Linked DNA regions of Arabidopsis thaliana: region 1 is linked to region 2. A link is a contact called in public capture Hi-C data. All regions are on one chromosome and are shown on one strand. Each heading gives the region's core, a stretch centred on a gene start, on an enhancer-like site or on the middle of the called end of the contact. The rest is flanking DNA. Distances are from core to core; before and after follow the strand shown.

Region 1 (7,300 bases), core at 4,064-6,563, 470 kb after region 2:
CTATTTGGACAACCTGTCCAAGTAATTAAATTAGCGGTGTGGTTTACATTGAGTTTTTTCAAGACAAAAAGCGAATTACAAATATATATTGACAATAGTAATATCAAAAAAAAAAAAAAATTGGCGCTTTATGTAGGACTTAACATAGTAATCTAATATTGTTTCTTTAAATAAGAAATCTACATGTACACCTTTTTGATTAATGAAAAAAGATTGAGATAAGCATTTTAATATTCTTGAAATCATAACGATTTAAACCAAATTTTCATGTTTACTATTAAAAAATGTAATGAAATAATTAATGTACCTTTTCCCCATGTCTTACTATATAAATTTGGATTATTGAGTAGCAAAATCGACAAGCTTGAAAAATAGAAACATAATGAGAAATGAATCATTTAGAATTGAAGGAATCATGTTTGTTATTTATCACTTCTTTTTCTTCTTCTTCTTGGCTGCTTTTTGTCCACTAGAGCCACCACAAACAATAGAACACTCAATGCCACAAATGTTACCAAAACATGAAAACAATCCGTTATCTCCACTTTTCTTGTTCCTCCCACTTGGCTTTTGGATGGGAGCTCCAATCATTTGAGGATTTCTTGGGACGATTTCGTTAGGCTTGTAACTTGATTTAGGGTTAAAGTTAGAGTTTGTTTTGTAGTCAGAACTTGGTTGATAACTTGACCCCACGTCTAAAACCACTGGTAAATTGGCTTGCCATCTTTCTAACTTAGAACGAAGACCCTCGACACTTCGTTCACCAACACTTATCACAGTACTCTCCGCATCTTTCCCTGTAAGTGCTTTCTCTTTTGCTATTTGGGCAGCAACTACTGAGGCTGAAGGACCTAAGTCAGATTCTGTAATAACGATTGGTCTTGACCTCATTGGTGTTCCATATTCGATTGTGTTCCTTTTGGGGGTATATGCTGTCGTTTTCCTTGGCCTCATCGGTGTCCCATACACGAGTTGTTGCTTTGTTTGCCTCATTGTATTCGGCGTTTTTCTTTGGGGCTCATACACAACCATTTGAGAGTCAGAAGAAAACTCATCTTTATCAAATCCTGAGTTTGTAGTAGAACTCACACGGGATTGTGTCACCTTCCTTGGTGAATCCACCATTGAGCTTGTATCACTTTTTGACCGTCGAAGCCCTACGGGTTTTGAAGATATGTTTTTCTTGTGAAACAACAAATCTTCTTCAAACAAAAGAGGCATGCTTTGGCCTGAGTTATCGATAAGCCCCACCGCAATGTTTAGGAGGCCGTGGGGGCGGCCCGAGGCACGAAGAACCTCTAGGGTAACGAATCTCATAGCCGAAGAAGGGCTTACAAGGTCACTTATTAAGGCTTGTACCGTTCCAACATGAATGTCTTTGAACCAATGCAATGCATAGATCTCTATAACAACTATTGATGTGGCATCGTAGAGTGCTTCCTCATCTAGACGAAACACAAACTTGTCGTTCCATGTAGGGCTTGTTCCGCCCGTATTGTCGACCCGAGTCGTCAATTTACGCTCTGGATCAATCCAAGCGATTGCATATGTCTTCATACACCGTGCCACGGGCGCCAATTCTTGGGCCGAAATAATATTCAGCTCCAAAATTTGACAAGGCGCAAGAAAAGACATTTTGTGTTTTCTTGACAAAACTAAATCTGAAAAAGTTAAATAAATGGAGAGGATGAAATTTGGATTTTCAGTAGACAGAAAGACAGATCCGTCGTCGTCCCCTCCAAGGACGACGAAGGAAAGCAATGCATGAAGATGAAAATGGAAAAGCAAATTGACAAAGACACCCAAAAATAATAATAAGCAAAAAAAGAATTGTTTTTTTTGTTTATTAATTTCTTGTTTTGGTTTTTGTTATTTTAGAACACCGAATCAATTGCATTACTTTCCGTTGACTACTATTTTCTTTCATTGATCTTCTTGCGATATTTTTAGATCTCTCTACTCTCTTTCACTATTTTAGGTTAGTTTCTGTTATTTTTCTGTATAATTCCAGAGTTTATAGAGATTGACTTATGGAAGTTCTGTTTAGTTCTATGTGCGTTCTAAGAAAGTAAAAGATTGCTAGTACAAAAAACAAAATAAAAATAACAAAACTTACGAGTTCAAATTGATAGTTAGAATTCTTTACGTCCACTAAAACCTTTGCTCCAACTTCTTAACCCATCCCTTTCCATTTTGCTAGGAATATCGGTGAACTGTCTATGGTAGAATCTTTTAGGCATGGTCAAATCATACTTATGATCATATGATATGGCTACAAATTTTTTGTCAATGTCCATATATAGCCATATTAGTTGATTGAATAAGAATAAGTGCTATTATGTCTAAATATTTACCGTTGGTTTGCTATGGGTTTACTCTAGCTATCCGTACGTACGTAGCCATGGTTCATAAATAACGACGTCCAATTAGTTAAAATCAATATACTTAACCCAATCTTTTTTAAAAGAAAATGCTATGCAGTGAAAGTATTCATCATGATGTATAAAGATTAAATCTGTTGAGTAATAGCGTATCGAAACTCATTGATAATTTAACTCAATTTTTTTAGGTTTGGCCAAAAGTTGGGTGTTACATAACGTTCATACAAAAGAAGAGATAAATCTATTTTGTCAATGGTCAAAGTGTTTAAACTAAAAGCGTTAAGACGCAAATACATTTTAAAGAATTTCAATATTTCTTATTAATATGGAGGTTGTATATGCAGAACATTGTGATTACTGACTAGGCATAAGAAAGCATCAACAAGAGTTTCCTTTTGTTGTCACAGATAAGACCCCTCTTGAAATAAGTCTTCTTGATTCATACCGCCAAATGTAGACCTTATATCTCAGTCGTCTTCGACTTCATACCGCGAAATGTAGACCTTATATCTCAGTCGTCTTCGACTTCATACCGCCAAATGTAGACCTTATATCTCAGTCGTCTTCGACTTCATACCGCGAAATGGGACACCTTCTCCCGACTATAGTGTCTTTAAACCAACCTCCATATAAATGGATGAGAGATCAAAATTATCTTTTTTCACTTGACGATCGAGTATCCTCATCCCAAACATAGTTTTAGACTCGAGTTATGTTCCACTAACATTGTAAGAGCATCCCTCATACCCATATAAGTTGAAGTTGTTGAGACAAAGTTTATAGTGAGTAATAAACATATTTGATCTTTTGTTCAATAAGTTTGTTGGAGATAGCAAATAAAAACATAGATAATGTAGTAAAAATATAGATGAAGAAAAGAGAAAACATGAGAGTTTGTTTACATTGAGAGGAAGAGAAAGAAAGAGAAGGACCACATGGATTAGATTCTAGAGGGAATGAGAGGAATGTGGTGCTGAAGATAAGTAGAGGCAGCTGCAACTCCACTTCCCATTACAACTGGGTATCCAACATCCTTCAGTATCATCTCCACTCCCGCAAGACACCCGAGAAGTTGCAACTGCGTTCGATTTGTATTGTTTGATAAGAGTTTGGTCAATGAAAATTGGATTACACTAAGATAAATCTCGATATGTACCTCATTCACATTTCCTAGGTGTCCAATTCTGAAAACCTTTCCAGCCACTTTGTTGAGACCAAGACCAAGACTTAAGTTGTACCTCTGCCATGCCCTTCTCACAATCTCCGAACCGTCTATATGCGGAGGCACCATAACTGCTGTCACTGTGTTACTTATCCATTCCTCCTTCTGTGTGCAGTTTTTCAGCCCCCATGCTTCCACCGCAAGCCTATGTACATGATCATTAACAATCAAACTCTAGCTATAATGTTTTCCAAAGTCAATGTACTAGTAAGAATCAAGATTACGAAGAGGACTAAGTGTATTCATTTTATATGATTCATTTACCTGGTGGCCTTTCCCAAACGAGCATGGCGGGCGATGATGTTCTCAAGTCCTTCCTCAAAGATAAGATCAAGAGCAGCTCTAAGACCGTAGAGAAGTTGAATGGAAGGTGTGTATGGCCAATAGGTTCCTAGCTTGTAAAACTTAAGGTAGTCATTCCAGTCAAAGAATACTTTGAGAGATTTAGAAGTTTTGGTAGCTTCCAAAGCTTTAGGACTGGCGCAGACAATACCAAGTCCTGTTGGAAGAGATAAGGCTTTCTGAGACCCAGTCAAGGCCACGTCCACTCCCCACTCATCCATTCGGAAATCAAGCGCGCAGATGGACGAAACACCGTCCACTAGCAGCAAAGCCGGATGCTTGTAGTGATCTGTATGTAAACCCTAATGTAAGTGAGATTTAAAACAGAGAAAACACAAAAGAAAAACAGATTATTTGTGAGGAATTAATGACCGAGGAGTGTGCGGACAGCAGAGATGTCATTGGTAACTCCGGTCGCGGTCTCGTTGTGGACAATGCAAATGGCTTTGATGGTATGATTCTCGTCTTGTGAGAGCTTTGAGGCCAAGACTTGGAGATTAGCACCTTGTCCCCAATCACTCTCAACCACATCAACATTGAAATTAAGCCTCTTCTGCTGGTCAATCCAGAGCAAGCTAAATTGTCCAATCAGAAACGAAACAATCCTGTCTCCAGGAGATAACGTGTTGGTCAAGGCACTCTCCCAAGCACCAGTCCCGGTCGTGGGAAACAGAAAAGGTGTCCCTGATGTGGTCTTGAATATCTTCTTAACATCCTCCAACAATGTTTTCGTAAGCGCCGGAATGGCTGGTGACCGGTAATCCTCGTTGTTCCGGTTCATCGCCCGGATTACCGGTTCCGGTATGTTCACTGGTCCTGGTACAAACAGATGGTGTCTCCCTGGTCCATACATATAGTCCATTTTTTCCTCTTTTCTTTTGGATCCTCCTCTACACTGTCAAAAACTTACAAACTCACAATCTCATCTTTCACCAGATAATCGAATATAACTCAAACATGTAGCCATATGCATATATGACCATGTAATATGTACTATTGCTACTATCAACTCCGGTGAACAATAACAAATGTTATTTTTTTTGTTAATAACAATAACAAATATGTTAGCCGATCATATTTCCAATAAGACAACATATATGTGTACTATAAAAAGATGTTTCATAGGCAAGATCATAGACACAAACAAGCGGAGAAAACGAAGAAGTAAATTTGCAAGGAAGAGAGAAGTTTAACCTCTGAATAAGGCGGAAGCTCCTGAGGGAGGTTTTGGACTCCTTCGTCTTCACAAACCTCTTTAATATATCTTCTTCTTTTTCTTTTTTTTATTTTATTTATTTATTTTAAATTACATGATGTTTTTGTAAGTAGTTTATTTTGTTATTTAGTTTATCCCAATCAAGTAGCTTGCCTTATTGGAATCTTGGCCGCGTGGCAGATAAGAGCAACGTGAAAAATCTTTGAGCTTACGTATGGCTCACAATGCATTTGTGTTACCTTTGCATATTTGCCCTTCTTCTCTCTTATATTTTTCAGTTTTTCCACATTAGTTTGTTTTGTCGTGTTCAAAATAATAATAATCAAATCACTCTTTTTTTTTAATCAGAGATCAAGACTCTCTTACCACTGACTAATCTTCTTAAAAACTCTTGGTGAGTGTACCCGCCGTATAACCCGCTTACTAAATTTGTTTATTGACGAAGAGTGTATTTAATCTAGTATTTTAAGTGATTTGTGTAAAATTTACAAATTTTATGTTATCTAATTATGGATTTTAATAATTTTAATAATAAAATTTAGTGTTATTAAACTAATAATTTAAAAATTTATTGTTATTGAAAACGGTTTGTCAATTTGATTCTTATTAATTTTGAAAGATTGGAGAAGATTTGAGAAAAACATTTTAGTTAAAAATATAGAAATCCAAATTATACGGTTTTAGATGAAATTTGAAAAGATTTTATAAAAATTCGTATCAACTTTCCTAAAATCATCAAAATCATATAAAAACTCAACTAAAACTCAGATCATTTTCCAATACATCTCCTAAAAGCTTGGTATCCTTTGACTAGACATCATCTTTCATAGTTAATTTCTTACCAAAACTATATAATTGAGTTCAATTACAAGGCTCAGATTTTGTTTAAAGATGAAAGCACTTAAAAACATTAGTCGAAATAAAATAAAAAAATTGGAACCATGATAATAGTATTAGTAAGTCATGCATACATGCAACCTATGTTTACTTAGCCACCACATTTTTTTCTGTAAAATTCAGAATGAAAAAAGGATGATAGTTGGATAAACCAAGAGGTTCTTGGTCTAATAGTTAATTTGAAAGATGAGAATTTTGATTCGAATCCACTTAGTAGGAAAGTTGTTTCCAAAAAAGGTTCCGAACGGTGATCGAACCGCATTGTGCGGTGCAGTGTATGTAGATATTTTCGTTACTATTAGAACTGCATTGTACTTTATCCGCAGTTGAACTGCACGTTACTATTCTGATCCACGAAGATTAGGATCCATCACGAATTTTTTGGCAAAATATATATTTATATAATGAGAGAGTGGGGTGGGAGACGGAGTTGACTTTGAAAAGGTTTGGGGATAAAACAAAATATATAATGGAATTAGGGAGGGATATTGTAATATAAGAAAGTAAGAAAGATAAGAGGTGGAAAAGGGAAGAGGAGAGATAAGGAGATAAAAGGGAGAGAGCCACACAACCTGTTTTTGCAACAAAGACCACACGACCAAACGCCGAATCCTCGGGGCACTTCTTCACTATCTCTCGCTCTCTTGTTTTATGTTTAGGATTATTATTGCACTAGACGACACATAATTCAAACTATATTTAGGTGAATATCTATTGAATGTATAGAATATGGAGACTTTGTAAAATACAAACTATATTTGGCCATACGATTAGGATGTTTGAATTTCTTTTGCATAAAAAAATTGGTTAGAAAAACAAGTTAGAATACAACTCTTTATTACTCAACATTGGAGATATTTAAATGCAAATAAAAGTATATGGAATCATTTTGTTTTAGTGTTTCCACACTGAGATAAAATCAACCTAGCAAAGTAGCAATAAGGTGTCTAAAACAAACATGATCAATGAAAGTCATAACCCTCAACCTATGACCAAGAATATGCATGTTTTGTTGGATCAATGCGAATCCAGAGAACAAACTGTCGACTTGGCAGCTAGAAGGCCCTCTCGAGGGTGATGTCAAGAGCATAATATGTTAATATAGATAAATTCCTAAAGAAATTTTACCTACGTAAATGCCAAGAAAAAACTTCAAGACCCCAAAATCCTTTATGTGAAAGCAAGCCATGAATCATGATACTCCTTAATAACTAAGACCATGTAAGAGGAGATTCTTGTTTT
Region 2 (7,430 bases), core at 2,039-4,538:
AATTATATTAAATGCATTCCTTCGTTACAGAACTATCCAATTCTTCCAAAAAAAAAAGGCCAAAAAAATCTTGCAATTTATTTCATTATATTGTCTAAGGCCAAAATCCCGGAAAGGATCCCCTTGTAGTCAACTATGAAATGAAACCAATATCATAAATCATCATATAATCTAGAGATAGCTATGTCTAATATGTAATAAGCGTATGAAACGTCCAAACGAAAATGATAAGATTCATCATTTATCGAAATCATATAAGTAACAAATAATATTGATACAATCACACTCTAATAATCTATGAGAAATACTATATTCTCATCGCAATGTTTGGCAGTATATAAAAATAGTTCCGTGGGGTTCACGGTTCATTATTACACAAACCCTAATATGTTTCTATCTCAACTTACTCAAAGAGATATCTTCTCTTTCAATCATCAGTAGAAGACTTTAAATCTGGTTTGTTGGGCAATCTCCGGCCATTCATAAAGCTACTGAACATGTGCAGAGCTCGTGAGGGCTCCGCATACGGCACCATATGAGCCGCTCCTCTCACCGTTGCAAAGGTCAGTAGATTCCCATACTCTGTGACCCAGCCACCAACCTTAGTTACAATCCCAACATCCACAAGTTAGCAATCACAATTAACTTAGTTAGAATTGTTTTGATGGTGTAGGGAAACTACCTGTTCTTTGTGGAACCAAGCTCCATAGGGAATAGTGGTCTTGAAGTTGAGATCCTCAGCAAGTTCTCGTACGAGTGTTCTTGAACTTTGAAGTGGAATTACAGAATCTTGATCTCCACTACAATTTTAACAAGCTGAGAGTTAAGCTGCATAGTACAAGAAAAGAAGATCTTTAATAGAAATCTTACCTGAAGATCCAAACAGGAGTTTGGTTCTGAATAATTCTCTTAAGACTCGGAAGCATGTCAATGTACCCGTCTATGCCACTGTAGTTTAACCGGCTGTGACATAGTGAAAAGTGAAAAGCCAATATCAATCAGTCAGCTTCATTTTTTGGTGATCAACAAAATGAAAAGTGGGTCAAACAACTTACTTGCTGCACATAGTCCATTCATAAGGTAGGCGAGTGCGGTTAGCGTGAAGCGCATTCTGTACCTTGGGGAGATTGAAATAGAAACTTCTTTCATATGTTATACAAACATCAACTACCATGCTAATCTTGGTAACCTAAAACCATTTTCACAAATTTACACAAATGTTTTTCTGTTGGAAAGAAAAAGGTGGATAAGTGCTAACCATTTTCTTGAGCCTTAGCTCTTGCTGAACAATAGAAGGGTAACATACATCGAGGAGAATGTGATAGCTGTTGATATACTCAGTGAGGACGCTGGATTCAACGATTGCATATATACAAGCATTGCTCATGTTCTTTGGATTGGCAAAGTCACATTGGTTCATGATTGTGAGTCTTACTTCATCAGAGATCATCCCATGTGACCAGAAGTACTCGTATGCAGCTGCAAAGTCCCTGTCAAGCTTCAGAAGTGGATTCCCAATCTGATCAGAAACACACAAAAAATATTATGGCCCAAAAGTTTTAAAGCAAAAGCTTCCTTTTCACCCAAGTCTCTCTTAGAGAATTAGGTTAATTGTTGGAGCTTAGTTTTTTTATTAATCAATTGAGAACCCTTATATAGGTATTCATCATACAACTTAGACATAACGCTAATGCATAAAATAAAACACTTTAACGTTTAAAGGAAATTATGAAAACCCAAATCATAATCTACCTAACCATAGTCTCGTATCAAAAAAAAAAACACAAAAAAAAATCAGAAGAGAGCCAAAAGAGTTGATGAAACTTTAAGAAGAAGGTTCTTTTGCTTACTGCAATGCCTTTGACGTTAAATTTGAACCCACTTGAGCGTGAATTGTAGCTGAGTATCACATCAGCCAGTTGAGGTATGTAATGCCCTGCGAGAGAATCAAATCAAACATTGGTTAGATAAAAGTAAAACTGACAAGTAACATCATCAAACACATAACCACCAACATTGTTACTCACATAGCCATTTCATAAACTAAGAATCAGAATAATAAAAGACACACCTGCGTAGCTTTCGCCAGTGAGAAAGAGGTCGCGAGACTTCAACTCTGGGAACTTGTTGAACCATCTCAACAAGAACACAAGCATATCATTGACTGTTCAAATACAAAAAACATGTCAAGATACAACAGTGTTCTAATATAATCTGAAAAAATGGGATATATACTTTACCAGTAGACTTGTCCCCAGTGTTGTAATCCGAACTTCTGTTAGAGTATGACCATCCTACTCCGGCTGGTGACTCCACAAATAACAAGTTCGAAGCTACACATACGCAATAAGAGACAACAGCATCACAAACGTAGAATCACATAGTTCTCTGCTTTTTGCATAAAATTGTCAAAAACAAACCTTTGTTCCAAGACATGGAGTTCAAGCGAAGGCCACGGCCATCGCCCGTAGGATAAAATGGACCTAACTCAGTGAAAGCTCCTCCACCAACTGAAGAACAACCTGGACCTGCATTACAAACCTCAAATATAAACTTTTAACTCAAACATTTATAACTAAGGAAGTAGCTTAAAGGCTATGCAGAAACAGAGACCTCCATTGAGCCAAAGGGTTAAGGGCTTAGTGTCAGGTTCTTTTACAGCCTCCACGTAGTAGTAAAAAAGACTACGACCATTTTCCGAGTCCACATCGACATATCCAGCAAATTGTCTGAACCCGACGTTTGGTTGACCAGGTAGCCTGGCCACCAAGTCTTCTTCCGGATAACCTTCAGCAAAAACCAACCACTGCACTGTGACCAATACCATAATGGCCATCACAACGGCCCGAGACGATACCATGTTCTGAAACATGTCAAAATACAAAAGCAACAACAAGTTATAAGTTAACGTCAATCTCACTGAATCTTTAATACTTCACTGAAATTATACCAATAAACAGAACAATTTCAAAGACTCAAAAAAAACATTCAGAATCCAAATTATTCAGTGTGAGGTATAGAGTTTATAAAACTCACTATCTCTTTTCGATTAGCACTCGTTTGTAAAGAACTTTGAAGAGGACTTGAAAACAGAACAAGAAACAGAGAATTGCAGAGAACGTAAATGAGCAAGAACCCACTATAAGTCTAGAATCAGGTTCTATCATAGGCTTGTACAACAAGAAGACACGAATCTAGTGATCTTTGTTCCCAAGTTTTCCTCAAGTGTTCTAACACTAGAACTAGATCTAAAACGACACAGTTCCGTTTTAGGCAAGAAGCACGTGAGGAGCAAACTCTCAGAAGCCCTTCCTTGTAAAACGGTAGTCCAATTTATATTGTGATTAGTAACAGTATCATTAAATATTTTTCTTTCTCAGGCTTATATTTTCTGATCTCTTAGTAATCTATTTGAGTACAACTTGAATACAACTGCATACGATTCTGAATTTTTGTATGTTGAAATCAGTTACTTTTTCTCGATTTTGTGTAGAATTCAATTGAAAATTTGAAAATTATTTTTAAGAACTCCTGTCGATTTTTTAAATTTTGTGTCGACGTTGTCTAATTGATTCAAAAGAAACTGATATATATCTCAGAATTAAATTGAGCGTGTTTAACTATGCACAACTACATATAACTAGTTTGGTTTTGTAAATCCAAAATTCCTGAAACTTAAAAGTACAAGTGCATATCTACATAACTTTTTTGAAGTACAAAATTGCTAATCTAATCGGGTCGTTTTTTATATTTTGATCCGGAAATCTTCAATTGGATCTTCCGTAATTGGTTTTTCTTACTAAAAAATTTCAAACGAAATTAAATGATTAATTTTGTAAATATATCAACCTTATATAGATATGACAAACTAATATTTGCTAATCAAATGGTTTTGTTATTTAACCATTTGTTTTCTAAATAAATTATGACAGTATAAATTACTAAACCCAATAAAGACATTAGTTCTATTTTTTTTTATAAAAACATATCTTTTCTCAACTAATTACTACATCTAAAATCATTATTTATGGAATATTCCTTTACGTAAAAAAAAATCTTATATTTTATTCCATAGTTCTGCTATTTTTTTGAGATTGTGATACTTGGTCATTCATAAATCTGACCATGAATGTTAGAATGTAGACAATATTCAATTACTAATACAAAAAATCAAAATATGAAAAATCAAATATTGTATTTTCAAATATTTGGAAAACTATTTGGAGTTTTTTGGCCAAAAATCGAAACTTCTTGAGCACTTTTCATTCATCTATATAAAGAAGCTCATTTCGACCATTGATACATAATGACCTATACGACTATTAAAACAAAAATGATGCATATTCAAATGGCTTTTTAGATATATATAATAACTCCATTACCAACATACCTAAACGGTATAAATTTATTTTTTGTAGAAAAAAAGAATACAGATCTTGCAAAATTAAATTCCCAATCAAAAGAAAATAAAGAGAATGATGTAAAGGTGTGATTCAAACTTTTGGTTTAGCCTGATGTCGACTTGGTTTAATCAGTTAGTTGTTGGATCACGGTTCAATGCCAGTTTGGTATTGGTTTAAGGAGAAAGGAGAAATCGGTTTGAGTTCAGTAGAAGATTGAAGAGACTCTCTTGGTATTAGAGGGTTTGACTTGGACTCTGTTATAAATAGTCTTCTTCTTCCTTTGTTTGTTGCAACAGAAAATTCTTATCTCAATTCTTTTCCTTTGTAACACGATCTTGAGCTCTGGGTTTTGAGCTTGAGTAAATATTGATTCATAGTGGATTGCTGGATTGAATCCGGCCCCAGATGTAGGATCATCACACCGGTGATCTGAACTGGGTAAACAATTGTGTGTTCGTTTCGTTCTTTGTTTGATTATGTTCTTGATCGATCTATTGAGTGTTCCGCGAATTGAAGCTTGATCGAGTTGTGTTGTGATTGAATCGAGTTGTGTTGAATCGATCTTTGAGTCATCGGATTGTAACAGATTGGTATCAGAGCCTAAGGTTCTTTAATGGCGATGACGAGCAAAGCGAACTTGAATTCAGGTTTAAAGGCTTCGTTTCAAGTCTTTAACGAGAACTCAGACTTCTCGCTATGGAAGACAAGGATGAAAGCACATCTCGGCTTGGCTGGGCTTAAAGGAGTGATCGATGATTTCACATTGACGAAAGTTGTTCCGCTTACGAAAAGTGAAGGAAAGAAGGTTGAGGAAGGTGATGATGATGGATCATAGTCATCACAGACTAAGGAAGTACCTGATCTTGTAAAGATGGAGAAATCAGAACAAGCAATGAATGTGATTATCGCTCACGTTGGTGATGTTGTTCTGAGGAAAATTGACCACTGCAAGTCTGCTGCAGAGATGTGGGAAACCTTGAATAAGCTGTATATGGAAACATCGTTACCAAATCGAATATATGTGCAGCTTAAGTTTTACTCATTCAAGATGAATGACACAATGTCAATTAATGAGAATGTGAATGAATTCTTGAAGATAGTTGTCGAGCTAAGCAGTCTTGAGATTGTGGTAGGTGAAGAAGTTCGTGCAATATTGTTCTTGAATGGATTGTCATCAAGATACTCTCAGTTAAAGCATACCCTGAAGTATGGGAACAAAGCTTTGTCTCTGCAGGATGTAATCTCCTCTGCTAAGTCGTTGGAGAGAGAGCTAAATGAATCTCTAGATCTTGAAAGAAGCTCCTCAACGGTCTTGTATACTACTGAAAGAGGTAGACCACTAGTGAGAAACAATCAGAACAATCAAAACAATCAGAAGGGTGGTCAAGGCAGAGGAAGAAGCAGATCAAACTCTAAAACAAGAGTAACCTACTGGTTTTGCAAGAAAGAAGGTCACGTTAAGAAAGACTGTTTTGCTAGAAAGAAGAAAATGGAAACAGAAGGTCCTGGTGAAGCTGGTGTCATCATAGAGAAACTTTTTTTCTCTGAAGCACTAAGTGTGAATGATCAGTTGGTTAAAGATCTATGGGTTTTGGACTCAGGATGTACTTCACACATGACGTCAAGAAGAGACTGGTTCTGTGATTTTCAGGAAAATGGATCTACAACCATACTACTCGGAGATGATCACTTAGTTGAATCGCAAGGCCAAGGTTCCATCAGAGTTAACACACATGGAGGATCTATAAAGATTCTAAACAATGTCAAGTATGTGCCAAACCTGAGAAGGAATCTCATCTCCATAGGGACACTTGACAAGTTAGGGTATCAACATGAAGGTGGAGCAGGAAAAGTGAGATACTTTAAGAATCAGGTTACTGCTTTGTGTGGAAGCTTAGTCAACGGTCTGTATATTCTTGATGGTGAGACGGTGATGACTGAAAATTGTGCAGCTGTGGAATCACAGAGTAAAACATCATTGTGGCATAGCAGGTTAGGCCACATGAGTTTAAATAACCTGAAATTTCTTGCTGGTAAGGGTCTATTGAACGGTAAAGAAATCAAGGATTTGGATTTCTGCGAACATTGTGTAATGGGAAAGTCCAAGAGACTGAGTTTCAATGTGGGAAAACATGATGCTGTGGAAGCACTAAGCTATGTTCATGCAGACCTCTGGGGATCATCAAATGTATCACCCTCCTTATCAGGTAAACAATACTTTCTCTCTATCATAGATGATAAGACTAGAAAAGTATGGTTATATTTCCTTAGGACTAAGGATGAAACTTTTGATAAGTTTTGTGAATGGAAAGAACTTGTAGAGAATCAGGTGGATAGAAAGATTAAGTGTTTGAGAACATATAATGGGTTGGAATTTTGCAATACTAAGTTTGACAGGTACTGCAAGACTCATGGTATTGGAAGACACAGGACGTGTGTGTACACACCACAGCAAAATGGTGTTGCAGAGAGAATGAACAGGACGATCATGAAGAAAGTGAGATGTTTACTGAATGAGTCAGGTCTGGATGAGAGTTTCTGGGCTGAAGCAGCTGCAACTGCTGCATACATCATTAACAGATCTCCAGCCTCAGCCATTGATCATAATGTTCCTGAAGAACTATGGCTAAACAGAAAGCCGGGATACAAACACTTGAAGAGATTTGGATCAATCGCATATGTTCATCATGATCAAGGAAAGCTGAAGCCAAGAGCATTTAAAGGAGTGTTCTTAGGTTACCCTGCTCGCACAAAAGGTTACAAGATATGGCTGCTTGATGAAAGAAAATGCGTGATAAGTAGAAATGTGATATTTCGAGAAGATATGGTCTACAAAGACCTGAACAAAGATGTGAATGATGTAGTAGCAGAAGACGCTGAAGCATCAACATCAAATTCTGATGTTATTTCAGAATTGGTTAAGAAGCGAGTCAGTTCTAAGCAAGGTGGAGTAACTACTGAGCTGGTAGAAGTCAGTGAAAGTGAATCTGAAGAAGATTCTGAAGAACCTGCAGAAACTGCAGTTAA

What was found. Capture Hi-C pulls out chosen DNA fragments and counts their contacts.
Region 1: a capture Hi-C map of seedling shows a contact between it and region 2, with 2.9 times the contacts expected there. The contact joins the promoter of AGT here to the promoter of SCPL43 in region 2. A contact is called at or near these places in 2 of 3 other capture datasets (root and seedling).

What each region holds. Positions count from the first base shown.
Region 1 is chr2:5,536,096-5,543,395 of TAIR10.1, forward strand. AGT (alanine:glyoxylate aminotransferase) reads right to left here and starts at 5,314. Exons shown (of 6, transcript NM_001335388.1): 1 at 5,140-5,314; 2 at 4,318-4,840; 3 at 3,868-4,234; 4 at 3,538-3,748; 5 at 2,929-3,459; 6 at 2,645-2,840. The coding sequence starts at 4,807. The coding sequence ends at 3,322. AT2G13350 (Calcium-dependent lipid-binding (CaLB domain) family protein) reads right to left here and starts at 1,856. Exons shown (of 1, transcript NM_126924.3): 1 at 125-1,856. The coding sequence starts at 1,635. The coding sequence ends at 430.
Region 2 is chr2:5,069,368-5,076,797 of TAIR10.1, forward strand. SCPL43 (serine carboxypeptidase-like 43) reads right to left here and starts at 3,289. Exons shown (of 11, transcript NM_001335381.1): 1 at 3,037-3,289; 2 at 2,614-2,863; 3 at 2,421-2,528; 4 at 2,241-2,333; 5 at 2,072-2,164; 6 at 1,851-1,936; 7 at 1,259-1,519; 8 at 1,056-1,117; 9 at 871-963; 10 at 683-800; 11 at 177-601. The coding sequence starts at 2,860. The coding sequence ends at 428. It also overlaps the pseudogene AT2G12490.